Regions from separate parts of the Zea mays genome. Here region 2 is linked to region 1. Evidence: chromatin contacts called from public Hi-C data. All regions are on one chromosome and are shown on one strand. The core of a region is the stretch at or near the end of the contact, and the rest is flanking DNA. Distances in the headings are between cores, read along the strand shown.

Evidence for each region. Hi-C and Micro-C count contacts between places; a contact is called where the count stands out from the background.
Region 2: a contact with region 1 is called in a Hi-C map of tassel, with 2.2 times the contacts expected there. The contact joins the promoter of LOC100857099 here to the promoter of LOC100275622 in region 1. A contact is called at or near these places in 2 of 25 Hi-C or Micro-C datasets (endosperm and tassel).

Annotation. Positions count from the first base shown.
Region 1 is chr1:33,804,488-33,808,183 of Zm-B73-REFERENCE-NAM-5.0, forward strand. It overlaps LOC100275622, which reads left to right and starts at 1,607. Exons shown (of 1, transcript NM_001149670.3): 1 at 1,607-3,696. The coding sequence starts at 1,702. The coding sequence ends at 3,636. LOC100281862 (ATP-dependent Clp protease ATP-binding subunit clpA) reads right to left here and starts at 857. Exons shown (of 6, transcript NM_001154782.2): 1 at 568-857; 2 at 382-417; 3 at 193-302. The coding sequence starts at 773.
Region 2 is chr1:34,595,280-34,598,846 of Zm-B73-REFERENCE-NAM-5.0, forward strand. LOC100857099 (guanine-nucleotide-exchange protein) reads left to right here and starts at 1,332. Exons shown (of 11, transcript NM_001254773.1): 1 at 1,332-2,599. The coding sequence starts at 1,332. It overlaps LOC103633613 (synaptotagmin-5), which reads right to left and starts at 859. Exons shown (of 11, transcript XM_008655335.4): 1 at 461-859; 2 at 154-255. The coding sequence starts at 565.

The sequences.
Region 1 (3,696 bases), core at 357-2,856:
ACTTTACCTTCTAATAGTTTATGTAAACAAACACCTATAATAGGACTATATGAACTGGATTATATAATCTATATAAAATATCTGGATTATATAATCCTGCAAAGAAACAAACATGCCCTTAAGTTATGACATGGCTCCATAATTAGCAAAAAAAGGACTTAATATCTAAGATCCCTTGCCTCACGCCCTCACCTTCAACAAGAATGCCCATGAGGAGCCCCTCAGTGCCTGTCGTAGGGTACCTCATCTTCCGGGCCTCCAGCTCTGCCATCGCAAAAGACCGCACAGCCCTTGATGACCATCTGGGGGAATCATCATGTCAGCCGCAAATAGACACTAATGCTCCCCGAACCTGAAGAACCTACGGAATAGTCACCTAACCTGATCTTCTTCTCCCCAGAAACTACCTCTGGATGCCTGAAGACACAATAATTCAGGGATGCATATCATCAAATTGCGCAGTAAAATAATAGAAACAAAGCAGTAGCATATCAATGTGCTAACTTCCATGAGATGTAAGACTAATTAACTTCAGTGAGAGGTTGAATCATCATCATTTCTGCTTACGTGGTGGGGAGCTGGGCGACGGCGGCACCGACGCGGCGGCCCCGGAGGCGGTAGGCGAGCCGTGGGCCACGTGTGCCAGCGGCCCGAAGGGAGACGGGTAGGACAGAGGTTGTCCCGAGGGAGACGGAGGAAGGGGCGAGGTGGTGAGTGGAGGAGGAAAGGAACGAGAGGAAGGTGGCGGCAACCTGGTGGGCTGCGGTCGCCATGGCCGGAAATTGTTTCCGGGGGGTTTCTACCTTTCTGGCTTGGATAGAGGAAAGAGATAGAGCGGGCTGGCTGAGTAGTGTGACAGAATGGCCAGGGGACGGAAGGTGTTTTCTAAAGTTTGCCGTAGTCTTCTCGTTTCGGAAAAATCTTTACTGCAAAAAAATTAATCCTATAGTATCACGTAGGATTAATTTATGATTGGAGAGGAATGTACGGCAAAGAAGAAGGTTGGCACAACAAAGTTTAGAACTGTGAGTCATTGTATCATTATATTTGTAACTAGGGGCATACAAATCACATTATTCTTATACGATTGTGCTTTACTAGAAGGCAATTTATCATTGCACATGTTCTCGGTTAGTCGTTTTAAAACTACATTAGAAGTTCTTAAAAAGAGTCTAAGATGTCCTTAACATCATCGGCGGAGCTTTTAGTAAAACACTATCTTTTATATTTTAATAAAACACTATCTTTTATATTAGCTAAAAACATATAAAAAACTAAATGCGATGGTAACTGTTGGTTAACGATAAAAATGTATAATAAAATACTGATAATAAAATGGATATTACTCTCATAACTGATGCGTCCATATTGACCCGGTGGAACTTAGATATCATATCCCGGGCCTAGGTCGTCGGGTCACGCGCGGGAGAGTCGTCCCCTGTCGCCAGGCGAAGAGGAGAAACACTCGAAAGTACCAAACCAACTGACAGTCGGCCCATAAATCATATCGCTATGCGGGCCAGTCTTGCAGTTACACGAGTGCGGCACTTCCGCCCCGCGGTCCACAGAGGCACAGCCGAAGTGTCGCAGCAGTGCAGAGGCGATAGATAAAGCTCGAGGAAGACGACCGGCACACACGGGCACTGTGAATCTGAGGAGGGAAAATCACCCAAAATCGAGAGCATAATTTTTTCCCCGGAGATGCCGAAGATCACCTCGTCGCCGTCTCCCACCATCTCCGCCATGAATCCCCTCCTCCCGTCCTCCTTTCCCAAATCACCCCACCCGCCGGACCCAAACCCTAGCTCCCCGAATCCTAGCCCCTGCAGCTACCTCCTCCACGCCGACGCCGACGACGAGGCGCTGATTCAAATCCCTGGTCAGAACCCTAGCCTGGTGGGTGCCTCCGCCTCCTTCGCGCTGCTGCCGTCTATCGACCCGGCTCCACACGTCTCGTCGCAGTTCTACACCTTCAGCGCCGCCTCCTACGGGCTCATGCTACGCTGCATCCGCGCGGGCCGCTCCGCCTCCTCCGACGAGGTCCGCGGCGCCACGTCGCTCTCCGTGCTCGCCTCCTGGCGGGCGGTCTGGAAAGATCGAAACGAGGACACGGCCTACCTCACCGCGTGGAAGCGCATCCAGGACAAGCTCGCCGCGTCGGCCGACGGCCTGCACCTTCACTTCAAGTCCAACGCCGCGCAGCGCGTCTCCCACGTCGGCATGTGGAGGGACATAGTCTCGGAGGCGCATGCCGACCCTGAACTGCTACGGCACCTCGCGTTCAGGGACACCGTCGACCGCATCAAACAGTCGTGGACTGTGGGGGCCAAATTCTACGGTATTCCAGAATCATTTGTCCGCGCATGTGTTGCTGCATGCCCTGTTTGTAAAGCTGCGCCTGCTGGCCAGCCGTATTTCACTATCTCATCACCTGGACATGGGAAGCGGCGGCGCAGGTTTGAATATACTGAGACATTGGATGTGCCGGCTAGAGATGTAGCTCGTAGGTTACAGCAATTGGCTGCTAAGCACAAGGTTGTTCTTTGTATAAGGCAGAAGTATATTAGGTATAGGCCCTTCATGGCTGAGGTGAAAGATTATGCATGCCACCGTGCTGGAGAGCCCACTTCAAGTAGTGGGAGTGCTGCATCCTCAGCCGGTAATTTAGAGGGTAAGAAGGCGCGGGTAAAGCGAGAGCCATACCAGTCGAAGAGGTGTGGTTGTGGGTTCCGTATTCGGGCAATTGTGCCGATAGCTAATTACAATGAAAAAGACAAGAGTTTTGTGTACTTGGAGGAGGGCACTGCAGTGTTCAAGCTTTACGCTGTGCATTCAGGGCATGAGCCAGGGCCACTTGATGGCAATGCACGAATTGTTCACAGGTTGGTTGGTCATAAGGGAGGTCTTGAGTTTGATCCAGACATTTATGGTGTCAGTGGGGAAGGTGATCCTACCTTTTCAGCAAAGGGGTATGAATATGCTGATATTGATGATTCGCACCAGGCAGTCTTGCAGCAAGTACGGGATCTGAGATCAGAAGTTCTCTTGCTAGAAGGGAAGGTGGCTAAGATGCACCCAGAATTGTTAGGGTCACTGTCCACCGAGTTGTCTGAGGTTTTGCACAGGATTAGGAAGTTTAATTTGGAGGGTAATGTCTACCAACATGAGACATTGATGGTAGGCAATGAAGAAGTCAGGGGATGGGGGTCAGCGGATGTATCTCACCAGTTAGACCAGCATGATCGAGCATTCTGCAAGGATGATGAGATGCTTGATGATGATACTGACTTTGGCTCAAGCCTTGGACCTATTGTCTCGTGGGATAGGATGGAAGCAGAGTGCGAGGATAGAAAGATGCTCATGGGTGATAGCCCAAAGTGCGACAAGTGGATGCTTAAGGATGATGTGGGTGAATTTGATGCGAAGAGTATTCTTAACTGTGGGGATGATGATGGCGTGGGAGATTCCAAGGTCATCAAACCATTGATGCATGATGACACCATGGTAACTGGCCCAAGTTTGGTAGGTATTCATGTAGAAGGATTTTATGCCGGAACAAAATGGTATGATTCACAAGGTTTGGATTCCAGTGTTGATGGAGGGGATAGCAGTTTTAGGCATGGCGGAATCGTGTGAATTGTGATAACCTGATACCTGGAAGGTCCTGTAAATTATGTATACTAGATGTATTTAGCT
Region 2 (3,567 bases), core at 82-2,581, 790 kb after region 1:
TGGGCTGCAAAAAGTTTTCTCTCTGCGGAAGTTTTTGTCTAGCAATTACAACAATAAAAATTCAGATAACTTATGCGATAGTCAATAGCTTGATATCACGGGACATTTTACGGTTCCATGATTATATCTACACCAAGGCAGGTAGCATTTCACCTGTTCGTATTCTGGAAATGATATCCACTGGGGAAGACTTTCTCCACATATTTTCTTCACGTCTTCACGGTTGAGAGATCCCAACGAACTGATAACCGCAGCCTGTTTCAAAACATGCCATTATGTTGAAATTTATCCCAATCAATAATGCACAAATTCAATCAAAGGCATACAGCACACTTTTAACAACCGATCTGTATTTAACAACACCCAAAGGCAGAAAAATCAAGACCAGATAACCGAAGGATGAAGATCGAAACTTTTTATGATCGCATACATCGAATCGGAATGATGTAGCGGCACCTACCTTGTTGCTGCGTTTGGCGGCGCGGCGAGCCATGGCGCGTGCCCAGCCTGCGATCAGGGCGACGCCGACGATCATCCCCATTACGACTCCCGATATGAATCCCATTTCTTCTGTCTTTTTTTTCTCAACGAGCCGAGAAAGAGAGGAAACCACGGAGGAAGACAAAAATTTCAAGTACAAGATTATCTATTACGTACGGAAATTCTTGGATCAAATCGTAGACGATTGTCTCTCCAAATTGTTTATTACTTCTAACACTGCATTTGGGACCAATTTTTTCGCGTGCTACTAGTAATAATAAAGAGAGGGGAGAGACGAGAGAGAGAGAGGGTAATGTGCGAATGGTGAGAAGGTTGTCACGGCGAATTTTGCATGGCTGGATCTCTGCGATCAGTGTGCTTGACGAGCCTTTGGTTCCACACAGGCCCGATACTTACATGGACCAGGCCCATATAGCGAAACTAAACTTGAAGAATGAAGACTCTTAATATAATCATCATAAAAAATATTAATCAATAGGTAAAAAATTCTAAATTACACTCTAAATTTAGCCTATGTCCAGACTCCAGACCACCATTTGATCTAGGCCCCATTTGCGTAAAATACATACGGAGAGTAACAAGCCCGATTCCGATCCTTTCCTACTGCAATATACAAATGCGAAGTACACCAGGTCACCAGCTAGCTCGGCGTCCAACCATCTTTCTCCCTCCCCTCCCCTCCCCTCCCCTGAGTCCCCTCCCCTCCCATCTCTATCCACGACAACCGACGCCCCACTCCCCGATCCAAACCACCTCAAACCCCCGCCCCGCCCAGATCCAGATCCACGCGGCGCGGCGCGACCGCGGCTACCGGATCCCGCCGCGGAATAATGGCCTCCGCGGTTGCGGCGCCGCCGCCAACCCCGCCGGAGTCCGACCCGCGCCTCGTCGAGATCTTCTCCCCCTTCCTCGAGAAGCTCATAAAAAATGCCTCGTGGCGCAACAAGGCGCACTCCAAGCTCTCGCACACCGCCAAGTCCATCCTCGACCGCCTCCAGAAGCCCCCGCCGCCGCCCGCAGCCGAGGCGCAGGCGCCGTCCACGCCGACCTCCTCCCCCTCGACGCCGACCTCCTCTTCCGCACAGCCTGGTCCGTTGCGCAGCCTGTCGCTCGCGGACTCGGAGCTGCTCCTCGCCCCTGTGATCTCGGCACTCGGCTCGGGCAGCGCCAAGCTCGCCGAGGCCGCGCTGGAGCTCCTTCACAGGCTGATCGCACACTCCTACATCCATGGCGAGGCCGACCCATCTGCTGATCCCTCAGCACAGCTCGTCGCCTCACTCCTGGACGCCGCCTGCAATGCGCTTGGCCTTGATGACGAGCACATTGAGCTCCTCCTCCTCAAGACACTCCTCTCGGCGGTCACCTCTACGTCTGTACGCCTCCACGGCGATTGCCTTCTACGTGCCGTGCGCGCATGTTATGATATGTACCTCGGGAGCCGTAGTGCCGTCAATCAAGCCACTGCCAAGGCTTCGCTTGTGCAGATGCTGGTGATTGTGTTCCGCCGAATGGAAGCTGACTCCTCGACCGTGCCTGTACAACCCATAGTCGTGGCTGATGTGATTGAGCTACCTGATGCAATTTCGGGCTCCTCGCCCACTGCTGACCCCAACGTTGTACAGGGATTCATTTCGAAGATCATTGGTGACTTCGATGGTGCACTCACACCTCTGGCTCGGACAACTTCATCAGCAGGGGCAGGACCCACCGTTGCCCATGATGGTGCATTTGAGACAACGGCAGCGGCAGAGGAAGGGGCAAACCCAGCGGATTTGCTTGATTCAACAGATAAGGACATGCTTGATGCCAAGTACTGGGAGATCAGCATGTACAAAACAGCTATTGAGGGTCGTAAAGATGAGCTTGGTGTCGAGGGGGCAGTGGTTGGCACCTTGGACGATGATGCTGATGTGAGAATTGGGAACAAGTTACGGAGGGATGCTTTCTTAGTTTTCCGGGCTTTGTGTAAGCTTTCCATGAAGACACCACCCAAGGATGCACCAGCAGATCCCATAGTAATGCGGGGAAAGATCCTTGCTCTTGAGCTTCTCAAGATCTTGCTTGAAAATGCTGGGGCTGTGTTCCGGACCAGTGAGAGGTAACATAAGCACTTACTGAAACTTTTGACAAACAAGTTTAATGCTCTTCTGAATTTGTGTAAATGTTGTACCAGTATTGAACAATAATTCGTGTGTCGCTTTATTGCATGAAAACTGAAAAGGTGGCACAAAAGGTTTAGGCACTGAATTGGTATGGTGATAGTGTTTCGATGTATGCCTATGTCAACAAATTTAGAAAAAAATACTTGAATTCCTAATTGCATCTGGCAGGGATTGAACTGATGTCACACTGCTCATTGTTTAGACGTTGAAATGAAATAGAAACCTAATGAACTTTCTTTGATGTCCTGGAAAAAAGGAACTTGGAGAGTTATTCTCTAAAGACGCTATTGATTTTTAATTTTCATGCACTTTGTTGTATACTTGTATTATTTGGTTAATTGGATTCATGCTCCATCTGGCTTTGTTTGTACTGCAAGAACTACCATTGGCAATTGAATGAAACTACTTGACTGGAAAGTGATCAATGGCTAGAAGAATATAGCTGGAATTGGCAGTAGGGAACATGTTTTAGCTTACAATACACAAATGTGCAAGTATTTCTTCTATTGGGTGGACTAGGTATTGTCAGAACAGAAATGATAAAATTACAATGCATTCATGTGGATAGTAATAGGTAGTTAGCTTTTCAGCAACAAAGTCTACATTCATTTTTTCGCAATGACAATTCACAGTCAGCCTCCTTCATGCACAAACTGTTGTGCTAGGAGAACCAAGATTCTATAAGTGTTGTCACTGGAAAAATTGATGAGCTTACAAATATAATAATATATAGACTGTTGCCTAATTTGTTGCTAAAGCCCCCCCCCCCCCCGGTTACAACGTGTAAGCAGTTTTTCCGGAAATTTAGCAAAGAAATATCACTTATGGTAGTGGCAACAATTATTTCAGTTGCCTTTGTCTATACTGGTGCTTTAAATTACTTGATGGGCGGGAATCATTCTGC